Regions from separate parts of the Sus scrofa genome. Here all the other regions are linked to region 3. Evidence: chromatin contacts called from public Hi-C data. All regions are on one chromosome and are shown on one strand. Each heading gives the region's core, a stretch centred on a gene start, on an enhancer-like site or on the middle of the called end of the contact. The rest is flanking DNA. Distances are from core to core; before and after follow the strand shown. Region 1 holds the start of FHOD1 (FH1/FH2 domain-containing protein 1). Region 2 holds the start of B3GNT9 (UDP-GlcNAc:betaGal beta-1,3-N-acetylglucosaminyltransferase 9). Region 3 has its middle 16 kb from the start of CBFB.

Region 1 (4,517 bases), core at 323-2,822, 210 kb after region 3:
CAAGAACCTGGCCTCAGTTCAGTACCCTTCTCTCCCCTGCGCCCATCTTGAAAGGGAGGTGGCCTCTGGCTGGAGGTGCTTCTTTCAGGCCCATTTCAGTTTGCTCCTTTGAACAGGGCAAGACAAGGAGGAGTGGCATCAAAACTCTGGAGAGGGCAACATGCTACACTCTTCAGTCCTTGTCTTCAAAGCCCTGGCTCTGCTCAGACACGCGCCACTCCCCAGGCCAATAGTCTCAGCACCTCTCCCGCCTGCGCTTGGAGGCGGGGCTGCCCCGCAGCGCTAGGAATGCAAGCTGGGGGCCCGGCGCCTGGGGCACATTCCAGGGGAGACCCTGGGCCCGGGGGGCAAGTTTACGCAACTCGGCGTCCAGCTAAGCCTGGGAGCAGCGGAGGGCACCCCCATCAACTCTCTCCTCTCTTCCTCATCATTTGGTGCGGAATGGCTGGTGGGACACTGCGAGGAGTAGTAGTGCGCCTAGCAGAGTTCTGGCCCGGAAACCAAGTGCACCGGAAAAGGCCGCCTGCGGGGGGCTGCGCGGCTAGCAGAAGGGGAGGTAGGGCCGGCCATCTGGAAATGGGCCTTTCCCGGCACTGTGCACGAGTCGGCTCTGGGGCGCAGGCAAACTAGAGCAGGCCGGCAGTTTAAAATTAGCCCGGCCTGCTCCCTCCCTTCCAGCCCCCGGCGGCTGCCGGCAGCTGCACGGGATGGTGGGGGCGGTGACTCAAAGGACTTTTCCACCAGTGCAGCCTCCCGCCAGTGTCCCGGGTCAGGCTGCTTCCCGGGGACTCCCCCTCACCCCGTGAAGTCTCTTCGCCGCCGCACTCCCAAGCCGAACTTCCACCTGCAGGGACAACACTCAGCCCAGCAGGACCCAATCCAGCCTCTAGACACCTCCAGTGGCCCGCCCCCGGTCCGCCCCTCCTCGTGGTCCCGCTTCCACCTCACCTGAAGCAGATGAAAGCTAGCCGGTCCTCAGCTCCGCCTCCTAGGTCCGCTACCACCCAAACACCTACCGCCACCCTATCCAGAGCAGTTAATCAGGCAAAAAGGCAGCGAGCGAAACCCGAGCGCCTCCCCCAGGTGGGCCTCATTTTCAAGGGACAGCTTGCGTGGCGCGCACAACCACCTCCCTTCTTCAGCTTCCTTCAATTTGAGAAGCGGCCCCCCAAGCCAGGCAACGTAGACCTTGGGTACCTAACCCAAAACTTTCCTGGTAGAGCACCCAAAGGCTTTCACGGCGCCAACCCTGAACCCTTGGTGGCCCCCAGCTTTTCTCCCGCTCCCCTCACCTTGAGCGGCGCCCCCAGCAGGCGGTGCAGCGCGGGTATCTGCGCGCCCAGGGGCAGCGCCCCGTCCAGGCTGCAGGTGGGGGCCCGGCGCGGCTCCGGGAAATTGGCACATGCGAAAGGGTCGGTGTCTTCTAGGTACTGTACCCGCACGGTCACCACTGATACCGGCTCCCCGTCCCCGCGGTCCTCCTCGCCGGCCATGGCTCAGACCCTGGCTCGAGCCGCGCACCTCTGGGCGGGTCCCGGCCCAGCCGCGGCGTCTACTCAACTAGTTCTGCTGTCTGGGCGGGGCCAGACCCGACGCTGGGGGAGAGGGGCGGAGCCATACGGAGGCGGGCCCGAAGAAGGGGGTGGGGCCAATAGTAGTCTCCCAGCGCGCGAGGTGGAAGCAAGCACCGCTGGTGGCGGAGCTTGCAGCCAAGAAATTCAGAGGGCATGATAGTCCTGTTGGTTCATTGGCTAGTCCGGCAGGAAAATTCGAGCTCGCGCACACCCCTTTCGAGAGCGCGCAGAATCTGGGAAGCTCTTTGGGCTTGGGGGCCGTGAAACTGCGCTCTCTTGGGGTTTCTTAGGGCAAGGTGGGTTGGAAGTTTCTTAAGACCATGGGTAGCCAGGTTCCTCTCGGTGTAAGGACGAGATGCTCCTGATTCCTTCAATTGAGGGATGGATGAAGTGGATGGGCTCCCCTTATTTGGGGAAAGCAAGGGAATGGGTCTCTTTCAGCTTGGAGCAAGGAGTGAAAATAGATTACACTCAATTCGAAGGAAAAGGTGGGATCATTTACCTTTAATTGGAGGAAGAAGAAGGACGTGCCCCTCACTCTGGGAAAAGGATGGGATGACAAGTTCTGCGGGGAGGTGAACTTATTACACTCAATTTGAGGGAAGAACTGGGTGGGTTGCCCTTCAGCTGCAAAGAAAAGTGGAATCGGCCCTTTTCTATTTGGGGAGAGATAAGCTGAAAGGCCCTTCAGATTTGGGGGAAAAGGTGGGTAGGTCCCTCTTAGTTTGAAGGGAATCGATAGGGTGCGGTTTCCACAGTTTAGGGAAGATCCCCTAAAAGATAACGTTTGCTTCATTGAGTCTCATGGAAAAAGTGAGACGAGTTCACTGTATTCTAAAGGAAAGGGAGGCCGAGTGCCCCTCGGTTTGGTAAATGAAGAGAAACAACCTCTTTCTTAGCTTGGAATGGGATGGGCCCAATCTGGGCCTTGGGGTTTCTGGGGACGGCGGGGACAGTTGTCCCTCTCGGCTTTCTATTAGAGCCCAGTGCGCGTGCGCAGCTCTGGTGCGGGCGGGGGCGCGAAGGGTCTCAAGCTTCTGAGGGCTGCGCGGAAGTCGGTGGCGCACTGCCCCCTGCAGTCTGCACGGGGCATGCCGGGGCCCGCGGCCTCATTACCCAGGGTCGGCTGCTTACAGCCGGCGGGCACTCCAGTGGCAGTGCCGCATTCCTCCCGCCTGGACCCCGGTCCCTGGCAGACCCCGTCACCCTCGCCTCCGGCCAGTTCTACGCAACGGTGTCCCTAGAGGACTGTGGCCGCTCACGGCTCTGAATCCGGGTCGGGGGAGGTTTAGAGAAGGTTTGGGGGAGCGGACTCGATGGAATAGGTTGCAGGACTTAGGGGAAGGCTGCGCCGGGGAATTTCCAGAGCCGAGACAGATTTAGAGCGGAGGAGCAAGGGTCCAGACTGCCGACGCTCAGGGCAGGGGCTCCGAGTCCGGACCTGGCTTGGGGGAATCGGAACTAGGATTGGGGGCAGCGGGCCCCACGTGCTCGTGACGCGGGGGCGGTCGGTAGGCGGTGGCGGCGACGCGAGGCCGGCGGCCGTGGGGCGCCGGGAGGGGTGCTAGGTTGGCGGCAGGATGTTGCGCGTCGCACTGCCGCTGCTCGGGCTGCCCCTGGCGGGGGCGGGAACAACCGAAGAGCCCACCCTGGAGCTGGGGTCGCCGGGTGAGCCTCCCCCGGGATTGGCGCTCTTCCGCTGGCAGTGGCATGAGGTGGAGGCGCCCTACCTGGTAGCCCTGTGGATCCTGGTGGCCAGCCTGGCTAAGATCGGTGAGTGCGTGTGTGCGTCTGCTTGGGCGGGCGGGTGGCCGGCAGCGGACCCGCCCCCAATCCCGAGTCCCCAGATCACGGCCGGCTTCTTGGCGTGCCCCGACTTAGGTTCCTCCCCTTCTTGCGTGGGAGCCCTGAGGATTTGCCTTCTCAGGCTGCCCCAGCTCTCTCCAGCCTCATCCCTATACTGCTTTTCCCTTTCTCTCCCCTCTTCTTGCAGTAAGCCCAGTTTACCCTCTCCTCCAACCCCCAGCCTCCTAAAAACCTGTCAGTGGTGAGGGACGTGTGTGGACATTGAAGGGAGGCTGTTCTCTGGCAAACCCAGGCATCCTGGTCCTGTGGAAGCAGCCTTCCCTGGAGGCCACGTCCAAGTGTCCATTCTCTTTGGATACTAAACTGCCACTTTTCTTCTGACCCCCTCTGCTCTCCTAAAGGTGCCCCCCTTCAGGTCTGCCTTCTTTCCACTTCAGGGTATAAGAAACTTCCATTTATTGGGGCCTTACTATGTGCTGCCTGCCTTAGATGCTTTCTTACATCCAACCTCCTTCAGTCTGTACAATATTGAAGGTTGTATTTCAGAGTCCTTTCCTTGAGTAGAACTGCTTTTCCTTGCCTCTGTCCCTTCCTCCCCACTTCTGAGCAGCCAGTGGTCTCTCCTCCCACCAGAGACCCTCCTCCCTCTCCCTGTTGTGCAGGCTCTGCTGTGGGGTGACTAATTATAGCTGAGCGTTGCTACTCTCTCCCCATCTATGCTGGCACAGCCTGTACTCCATCCTCACCAATACAGTCTTCATGTAGGAATCACATAGCCTAGAATTTGCCCCCCACTTCTCCCAGGGACACAGTCAGGGGGGCTGGGCAGGAACAGAAGAACTCTCCATTCTGCTTTGGCAGCCCATTAATAATGGAAAAAAAGGGCTTGAAATGCCTTCAGGGAACCTAGTTCTGAAAATAGGCTTTTATGAAGGGTTTTGGATTGCAGGGCTGGGTATTAATGCATGCTGTGGAAATAAGGGTGGAATAGGGTCCCTGAAGGAGAGGAGAGGGGCCCAAAGGTAGGGATGAGAGTGGGGAGAGCTATGGCTGAGCTCACCTTAGGCCCGGCAGCAATGTGAGCAAGGTGGGGAGGAGCCTCAGATTTAGGAGCCAAGAACTGGGTTTGTTGAGAAG
Region 2 (4,786 bases), core at 515-3,014, 130 kb after region 3:
CTTTGGCATCGACCTGGCCCCTTCCAGCCCATCCTTGGATGCACCACTCCAGCTTACCAGGCCCTGGTTCCACAAGACAGGATCCAGATGGGGACGCTGCCCCTTAGGGAGTTAAGTGACTTGCCCAGGATCATACATGCAGAAAGTTAGAGCACTGCCCCAGGTTTTCTGGAATTTAGTCCAGGACTCTTTCCTCTGTCCTCCCTTGTTGTCCCTCTCCCTAACCATCCACTGGGATACAGGACAGGAGGCCAGCCCTATATGCTTTAACTTTCCAGATGAGCGCTTCAGTCTGTCTCCCCAGAGGCAGTTCTGAGTCCCCTACCCCCTAGTGCCCGAGGCCAACATAGTCTCCTGCGGGTAGGAAAAAACAAGCCTGGGCCCACTGCAGGCCAGGTAGGCCAGTTTGTGAGACTCCTGAAGTAGGCCAGTGAGCAAAGGGTTTAATCTGGACCCAGGAAGACAGAGAGGTGCTCTGGAGATTGAGGGTCCAGGCCTTACCCAGTTCTCATGCCAATTCTCTCTTCCTGGAACTCAGAGCCCATGCACTGGAGTGGACAACCCCCACCTCCCACTTTCCCACTTTGCCCCAGAACTTTTTTTTTTTTTTTTTTTTTTGTCTTTTTGCCTTTTCTAGGGCCGCTTCCCACGGCATATGGAGGTTCCCAGGCTAGGGGTCTAATCAGAGCTGTAGCCGCTTGTTCTACACCAGAGCCACACTAACTCGGGATCCGAGCCTCGAGCCGCATCTGCGACCTGCACCACAGCTCACAGAAGCGCTGGATCCTTAGCCCACTGAGCGAGGCCAGGGACCTAACCTGCAACCTCATGGTTCCTAGTCGGATTCGTTAACCACTGTGCCACAATGGGAACTCACCTGCCTCAAAACTTCTGAGGGCAGACTACAGGAGCTGGCACTGCTGCCCAATGCCACCCTCTTTTCAGTGGCTATGACTGCTCCTTCTGACTTCTTCCCCCCAGTGTTCTTCCTCACAAAGTAAACCCTCCATTCTGAGCCTCACTCTCCTGTTCATAGACTTCTCAGGAGTCCTCTACTGCTTCTCCCTCTGGCTTCAGTTTGTCCCCACCACGTCCCAGAAACAACCCCCACCTGTTAGCCTTTGCCTTGACTCTTCAGCCTTGGGGGATGGCAGCCTCCATCACAGCAGGCGTGAATTCCCCTGGCTTTCAAATCTAGGTTTCCTCCCTCCTCTTTGGGCTGCTCTTTTATTGGTCTTTAGGACCTCCCCTTGGGCACCCACTCCCACCTGTACGGTTCTAAATCCTTAGCCTTGACCCTCTCCTGAACTTAAAACCATAGGCACAGCTATCCTTGGACTCTCCTTGGATGTCATGCCCAACTTGTCCCAGACAAAGCAAGCACTTCACCTCCCCCAGGACCCCTATCTCGGCAGGCAGCTCCACCCTCCACCCAGCTGGCAAAGGCAGAAACTTTGAGGTCCTCTCCACCAAGCTTGTTATCCTTTGTCCTGAACAGCTCTCAGGGTTCATCCCTTCCCTCCATCTCTGCTGCCAGCTGCTGCAGTCTGGACCACTGTCCTCTCTCAGTCTGCATCCTTACCAGCCTCCCAGCCTCATCTACCAAAACCCTTTAAAGGCTTCTCATTGGCCTCTGGATAAAATCCAACTCAAAATGGCTTACCAGGCCCCATGCCATCTGCCTCCCCCACTCACCAACAGGTCTCTGCAAATCCACCTACCCCTAGAGCCAGCCAGTCTAAACCTTCTCAGTCTAAGCCCTCCCTCTCAGCTTCCTTAAGACCTCAGCTGAGTCTGGCCATGCCCAGAATATTGACTTTCTCTTCCCCTCCCCCCATTCATACTCATTTCTCTCCCAGGAAGTTTCACCCCTGCTCAGCTGCAACCCCAATTCCTTGTATTTTTCACATCAAAAAGTGGGTAGTATTTTATTACTGATGCTTAATATTCAGAGTACCATACTGAGTGTCAACTGGGAGCAGGCAGGATTCGTGTATCTTGTTTCAGCACAATATTTGGAACACTTAAGATGATGCCTAAGATACAGCAGGTCCTTAATGAATTAATGAATAATAATTGTTCATTCGGTGAATGAAGAGGTAAGGTCTGGCTGAAAGCCCCTCTTCTGGGGTGGGAGAGGGTGAGGCAGACTTCTGCAGCAGGTCACCAGTTAACTCTGTCTCTATCATAGTATTTAGAGCAGAACCTCCAGCAGGCATAATGGATGCTTGTCCGTCTCCCGGAGAGGGCAGTCACCTCTGCCCAGCAGCTCCAGCAGCTCAGCGAAGTGGGGTTGAGTGTCATCTCAGAGTCCCATGGATGGACAGAAGATCAGCAGTAGCAGCAGAAGGGAACCTATGGTCATCCAGGTGCCCCAAACCCTGGCTGGGCAACTGGCTGACCACCCTCTTTCTCTGGTACTCAGTCTAGGCCAGGCTGCCATCGGGATTCGCCAGGCCCAGCAAGTCTTCTGCCAGGCTGGTGAGCTCGTTCTCCTCAAGGGCCTCTACCAGGCGCTGCAGCGTGGCTCGGCGGCCCTCGGCCTGCACAAAGCGCCGCAGCAGCTGAAAGGCCTGCTCGTACAGCCCTTCGCGCTCGTATTCATAGGCCAGTGAGTCAAGAGCCGGGTCCCGCAGCGCCCGGCAACCACGCTGCAAGGAGCGCCCCACCTTGCGCCACTTGAGGCCCACTGAGCGCGCAAACGTCAGTTGGTCCTGCAGGCTCAGCGGCCGGTTCACTGCAGGGGGAATGGGAAGTGGCGTGAGCTGGGGAGAGGAGACACTTCCATTCCCACCCTGCGACTATCCTGCCCAGACCTCGCCCCTCCCCAGACTCCATCCTACAGAGGACCCAGCCTTTGCCGCTCTCCGGGCACCTCACCGACAGGCTGACCCTGGAACAGAAAAGTCTGGCCAGACGGCGGTGGCGGCAGCTTCTCCGCAGTAGAGGTGGCTGGAGCGCCCTCCACGTCACCCCCTTGGCCCCCTGAGCCGCAGGTCAGATTTCTGAGCGCATCCTCCAACTCTGTGAGTTCCTCATCCCGGAGCCGGTCAGGCTAGGGAGGAGAGTGCGGCATTGGTGGGGTCTTAGCCTCGGATCCCCACCCCACCTCACCCTGGCCCCAGCCCGGCCGCACCTTCTGGGCGAAGATGAAATTCAAACAGCGTTCCTCGTCTGTCAGCAAGGCGTCCAGCCGCTCTGCGCTGGCGCGCAGCTCCAGTTGCAAAGGCACGGAACTCAGGGCCAGAGCAGCCTCCAAGCACGCCTGCAGAGCGGTGCGCAGTGCCCCCTCGCGGTAGGCCCGGAGGAAGCGGCTGCAGGCCTGGCGCCCACAGAAACGCAATTGAACAATCAGCTGCGGATCGCTGCGGTGAATCTTGAGCATCTGCAGCTCCTCCGGGCTCCCGCCACTCTCTGCGGAGGCGGGCAGTCAGGCACCACGAGGTCCCCTATCGGGCCCGTTCTCCAAGAGGCCAGAGGAGGAACGAAGCCCGAGGTCAGACTCCCTCCCTATCCCCAGACCTGGGGGCAAGGGTATAACCCAGAGCTCCCAGCAGGGAAGCAAAATTGGGAGGCAGACAACAACAACCCAGAATAAAGGCCAAGACCTCTCACAGAGAGCACCTTAAGACGGAGTGGGTGTCACTTTAGCCCCGTCCTTGAATCCTCAAATGAGGGTGGGCACAAGGGATGTGGGAGACTTTGCAGAGTAGAAAAAGGGGCATTTATCCTGGGCAGCCAAGCCTTCTGAGTAGGTGACTGTCGGGCCAGGGGAGGGGGCTGGAAGTCTCAGGTCTTCAGCCTCCTAGAGTGCAGCTCCCCTTCTCCCCCTGCCCGGAGGCTGGGGCCATATCCCCCCAACCGGCTTTAACCTCCTGTGGCCTCTGCCCTGAGATGGGAAAAGAGAAGCCAAAAGGCAGGTACTGGGGGTCTTTGGCAAGGAATGCTGCAGTGAGAGAGGAAAAGAAGAGAGAGATGAGCAATTAGTAGAAAGCAGTGAGCAGGCTGATTGGGAGAGTGGGGGGTATTGAGCAGGGGCACTTGAGCACACACATAAGTAGATCATAGACAGAGGGACACAGATCTATGCCCAAGGGCACACATGAAGAGAAGACAGAGCCTACACAACCAGGCGTCCTCCTCCTCCCTTCCCCAACACATCTCTTCCTTTAACCAGTGGTTAAGCACAAGCCCACAGAGTTGAAGAGTTGGGGGTCTCAGCCCTCGGCCCCACCCACAAAGGCCCCAGGCCACCCCTGCCTCTCCAAGGGCCCACCCACTCACGCACCTGCAAGGGCAGTCCGCAGAGCCCTGTACACGGCTGCTTTGTGCTGCTGGTGAGCGTAGGACTCTGACAAGACCACCTTGTCCAGCGAGGACTCCACAAACAGGTATGCGCTGCCCACCCATTCCTCGAGCCCATTTGGCCCAGCTGCCATTCTGCCTCCTGGGGACAGAGACCACCCCCCACCCAGTTGTGGAGACAACTGTCCTGTCCTACGTGGCTCAGCTGTCCCCACCCAGCTGGCACACTTATAAGGGGAAGTTCGTCGTCCCACAGGCAGCCCCCTGTGCTTCTAGCTCTGCATAACCCAACCCAGCTCAGCCAAGATTTGCAACAAGGACCGTCCCTCCACTGCTTTCCCAGAAGGAGCTCAGGGTCACAGTGGTGGGAAAGGAGAGGGACAGTGTTGCAGTGGAAGCAAATTCTGCCCCTTCCTCAGGCCAGGGTACTCTCTTGTCAAAGCTGACTGGAAACATCCTTAGCCTGGGTGGTGCCCATGCC
Region 3 (4,325 bases), core at 1,708-4,207:
GAACTCCCGTTTTGGTTTCTTTGTGGGGTTTTTGAGTGCTCAAGTATGCCTAACACAAAATGTACCATTTTAACAATTTTAATTTCAGTGACAGTGAGTATGGTCACATTACCATCACTACCATCCATCTTCAGAACTTTTTCATCATCCCAAACTGAAACCCTGTATCCATTAAACAATAACTCCCTATTTCCACTCATCCCCAAACTCTGGTACCCACTCTTCTACTTCCTATCCTATAATTTGTGTATTCCAGGTACCTCATATAAGTGGAATCACACAATATTTGTCCTTTTTTGTCTGGCTTAATTCACTTAGCATATCTTCAAGGTTCATCCACATTGTAGCATATGACAGAATTCTGTTCCTTTTTAGGACTGAATAATATTCCATTGTGTGTACATACCACATTTTGTTTTGGTTTTGAATGATTTTTATTTTTTCCATTATAATTGGTTTGCAGTGTTCTGTCAATGTTCTACTGTACAGCAAGGTGGCCCAGTCACACATACATATATACATTCTTTTTTTCACATTATCATGCTCCATCATAAGTGACTAGATATAGTTCCCAGTGCTATACAGCTGGATCTCATTGCTTATCCATTCCAAAGGCAATAGTTTCTATCTATTAACCCCAGATTCCAAGTCCATCCCACTCTTTCCCCCTCCCCCTGGGCAACCACAAGTCTGTTCTCCAAGTCCATGATTTTCTTCTCTGTGGAAAGGGTCATTTGTGTTGTATATTAGATTCCAGATGTAAGTGATATTGTATGGTATTTTTCTCTTTTTGGCTTACTTCACTTAGTATGCGAGTCTTTAGTTCCATCCATGTTGCTGCAAATGGCATTATTTTGTTCTTTTTGATGGCTGAGTAGTATTCCGTTGTGTATATATACACCACATCTTCTTAATCCAGTCGTCTGTCGATGGACATTTGGGTTGTTTCCCTGTCTTGGCTATTGTGAATAGTGCTGCAATGAACATACAAGTGCATGTGTCTTTTTCCACATTTTGTTTATCCATTTATATGTTTATGGATATTTGCCTTGTTCCCACCTTTTGGTCATTGTGAAAAATGCTTATGAACATTAGTGTAGCATACCAGAGATTTTTATGTCCCAAACTACAAAGTTGACTAGGGTCTTTATTTTTAGGGGTTTCCTGAGTATCTGAGATAACTAGAGGCTGCAAAGACCCATGTAATAGGGGGCACCTGATACTTCATACCCCAGCATTTCAGGCCCCAAAGCAAAAGGATGGTTGGAGGAGTGGGGAGAACCCCTATCAAGCAAAAGTTTATCTTCACAACAATGTTGTCACATGGATTTCATTAATCCTATTCTACCAATAAAGAAATCAAGGCAGGAGATGAGCTAGTGGTGGCAGAGTGGGAATTTGATCCATACCTGTCCGACTTACCCTGCTACCTCCATCCAGACCTAGAACAATCCCTGAGGGAGTGTGGCCTCCAGAGGATGTGTGACAGCTCCAATTTCAGGGGAGGCATAGCTAGAAGAACATCTCTGCCCACCCCTAACCAGGGGACAGGCAACTAAATAGCCACTCATCATAGAAGCCAGAGTGAGGACTGGGAGCTTAGGCCCCCTGGGCAACCTGTGAAGAACTCAGGAGGCTCTGGCTGGGGTCTGGTTGGGCTTGATTCCTCCCAGTGCCTACAGGGGACATCTTGCCCAGGAGATCCTGAGGTCTGACCCCAGGCTGTTCCAGCCCTGCTTTGGAAGGCCTCTCAGTTCTCCCCTCCTCAAGCTCTGCCACACAGGTCTGCAGAAGGGGTCTTCTCCAAGCAGCCACCCACCCGCCCAGAGGCTATCCTTGCCCAAATTAGAGGGAGCGCAGCTGAGCTGGAGCCAGGGCTGGCCAGGCTGGGGCAGAAGTGAGAATTCTAGAGGACTCTCCCAGAACCCTGGGACCTCCTCAAGGAATTCAAGCCAGTAAGAACTCGGGTGGGCAGGCTGGGTGCTGGGCTGGGCCCCTGCCTCCCATAGTCCCTGCCTCATACCCTCCCCAGCCATCCAGGAGAGTACCCCTCTTCCTGTCTGCCCCTCCCCATAGCACTGCTGGAAGAGGGCATTGTAGAGGCCTACCTGCTGCCCTGTCTCCACCCCATCTTCACACCCTCACCCAGATCCCTTGAGGACCCCCCAGAGCTTTTCCTAAATCCCCTGCCAGACCCCGCGCCCCAGGGAGAGGTTCTCAGAACTGACTGGATCTTGGTGAGGATCCCAGGACTCTTCTGTGGCTTTTCCCCAAGTTCACCTCCACTCGCCAGGGCCACTTTGAGCACGAAAGCGCCCCGGAGCAAAGCTGGCCTAGGAAAGGCGCGCACACGCGGCTCAGCTCGGCCTGAGCCCCACTCCCTGCTCCGGAAGCGGCGCCCCTTCCTCTCCTCCAACACCCCCAGCTTTCCACCCCCGAAGCAGCAATTACCGGCTGGGGCGGCTGAGGAAAGGCCAATTAGTGCGGGAGACGTGGCCCCTCGGCGGTGCCCGCGCCAACCGCAGCCCCCGCAGCGCCGCAGCCGCCGCCCGCCCCCTGCCCGCCGCCAGCGCCAGCCGCCTGCGAGCCCCGGGGGACGCGCCTTCCCGGCTCCCGCCAACTGCTGTGATGGATCCAGTTGCCTGGCGTGGGGCCAGGGCCTGGGCGGACTCGAGGGCGCCGGGAGCTGTAACCCGCCGCCGCTGGGTGGTGGGTGGGGGCGAGGGGAGTGGGGCTCCCCTCTCTGTGAGGGCTCCTGCGCCCCAGGACTGCCTGCGCCCAGACGCCTGCCTTCAGTCGCCAGGCAGGCGGGCAGCAGCCGGTGGTCTGGGGGTGGGGGGCCCCCCCAGTAGTAGGCTAGCGATTGAGGCTCCAGGCAGGGGTGAGTTCTGCCCAAGCTCTCTTGTGGCCTCATGGCCCGCCTGGCTTGGGACCTCCAAGGCCCAGGCCCAGGCTGACCAAGCCCGGAGCAGTTCCCTGTTGGTGGCCCTGGCTGGGCTTGGCTTTAGAAACCCTCCTCCCATGCTGGATAGAGCCCACTTGGCAGAGAAGTGGGTAGAAGAATGGGTGGGCCATGCACGGCCTCTGACCTTTTTCCCTGAGGAGTGAACACATGGACTTAGTCTCCCGGGTCCCTGTCTTGTACAGCCTGCCTCGCCAACCTGTTGGGAGACCTAAGAGGGATCTTGCCCTCCTGGAGCCCTCAGGCTGCGTGGGCAGAAGCTCCAGGTGCTTGGTTGGGATCCCAAGCTAATGGCAGCTCTGAGGTCCAGGGAGGCTTCAGGTGAAGGAAAAGGAGACAGACACCACCACTTCAAGGCCTCCCCTTCCTCAACTGACTCCTTTCCAGGCCAAGCGGGACATGCTGGGGCCCTGGAGTGAGAGACAAGGTGGGCCTATGCCCAGGACACACTCTGGATGAGGCTGAAGAAGTGAAGAAACAGTGGGGAAGGCTTCAGTAGGAAGGTTCACACAGGGCCTTCACCAAAGAGATCTGCTACACGATACTTCTCTTTCCCCCACAGGCACCACAAGGGACTGCATTAAGGCGCCGAGGGCCCTGAGCAGCCCTGGATGCAGTGGCATGGATGCCCAGGTGGCCCTTTCTCTTGCTCCCAACCCCACACAGGTCTGACCTTGGTAGGGAAGGGCTGGGGCCTGCCTTGTGCCCTAGAACCTTATTCTATGACAGAGAGGGGATCCCCTCTCTAAAGGAGTAAGAACTCCTCTTTCTACGTCCCAAGGTCATTAGCTGTGGGATGAGAGGGGACAGAGAGACTGTGAGAAATCGGGGTTGGGGACTGAGTGAGGACGGGAGATAAACACACCACTTGAGTCCTTGGTGGAATGAGGTGACAGAGCATTAAATTAAAGCATGAGGAGGAGTTTCCATTGTGGCTCAGCAGTTAACAAACCCAACTAGCATCCATGAGGATATGCGTTCGATCCCTGGCCTCACTCAGTGGGTTAAGGATCCAGTGTTGCTGTGGCTGTGGTGTAGGCCAGCTGCTACAGCTCTGATTGGACCCCTAGCCTGGGAACCTCCTTATGCCATGGGCGCGGCCCTAGAAAGACAAAAAAGACACACACACACAAATACACAAATTAAACATGAGGAGAGGCGTGAAGACCAGTAGAAGAGACAGTGGAATGATCTGTTGAAAAAGTCAGGGAGTGGAGGAAAGAAACAGAAGCAGATAGACACAGGCCCAGGCAGACAAGTGGACAGAGAGCCAGGGCAGTGCTGGGGGCTGCTCAGGCTGGAAAAGGGAGCACTCGGGTTCTCAGAAGGTGGCAGTGGGCAGGGAGCTGTTTCTCATCCGAGT

The links. Hi-C and Micro-C count contacts between places; a contact is called where the count stands out from the background.
Region 1: a contact with region 3 is called in a Hi-C map of retroperitoneal adipose tissue, with 1.8 times the contacts expected there. The contact joins the promoter of FHOD1 here to the enhancer-like site in region 3. A contact is called at or near these places in 2 of 5 promoter capture datasets (fetal liver and liver), 5 of 47 Hi-C or Micro-C datasets (embryonic fibroblasts, liver, mesenteric adipose tissue and 2 more) and 2 of 2 datasets of contacts at active chromatin or transcription factors (alveolar macrophages and skeletal muscle).
Region 2: a Hi-C map of skeletal muscle shows a contact between it and region 3, with 5 times the contacts expected there. The contact joins the promoter of B3GNT9 here to the enhancer-like site in region 3. A contact is called at or near these places in 3 of 5 promoter capture datasets (fetal skeletal muscle and liver), 12 of 47 Hi-C or Micro-C datasets (alveolar macrophages, embryonic fibroblasts, fetal liver and 7 more) and 2 of 2 datasets of contacts at active chromatin or transcription factors (alveolar macrophages and skeletal muscle).

The regions. Positions count from the first base shown.
Region 1 is chr6:27,881,505-27,886,021 of Sscrofa11.1, forward strand. FHOD1 (FH1/FH2 domain-containing protein 1) reads right to left here and starts at 1,573. Exons shown (of 24, transcript XM_021094071.1): 1 at 1,293-1,573. The coding sequence starts at 1,493. It overlaps SLC9A5 (sodium/hydrogen exchanger 5), which reads left to right and starts at 1,659. Exons shown (of 15, transcript XR_002344560.1): 1 at 1,659-3,347.
Region 2 is chr6:27,795,694-27,800,479 of Sscrofa11.1, forward strand. It overlaps B3GNT9 (UDP-GlcNAc:betaGal beta-1,3-N-acetylglucosaminyltransferase 9), which reads right to left and starts at 1,765. Exons shown (of 2, transcript XM_021094042.1): 1 at 1,112-1,765. It overlaps TRADD (tumor necrosis factor receptor type 1-associated DEATH domain protein), which reads right to left. Exons shown (of 5, transcript XM_021094050.1): 2 at 4,289-4,447; 3 at 3,137-3,414; 4 at 2,881-3,055; 5 at 1,901-2,737. The coding sequence starts at 4,439. The coding sequence ends at 2,427. It overlaps LOC110260943 (a long non-coding RNA gene), which reads left to right. Exons shown (of 2, transcript XR_002344558.1): 2 at 2,426-3,629.
Region 3 is chr6:27,665,999-27,670,323 of Sscrofa11.1, forward strand. No RefSeq gene overlaps it. Among named protein-coding and RNA genes, the nearest start is that of CBFB, 16 kb to the right of the region's middle. Within about 2 kb of position 2,958, at least 12 of the 83 cell types and tissues checked have an H3K27ac peak or open chromatin away from gene starts, as enhancers often do. A contact at or near this core is called in retroperitoneal adipose tissue and skeletal muscle, where this site is marked.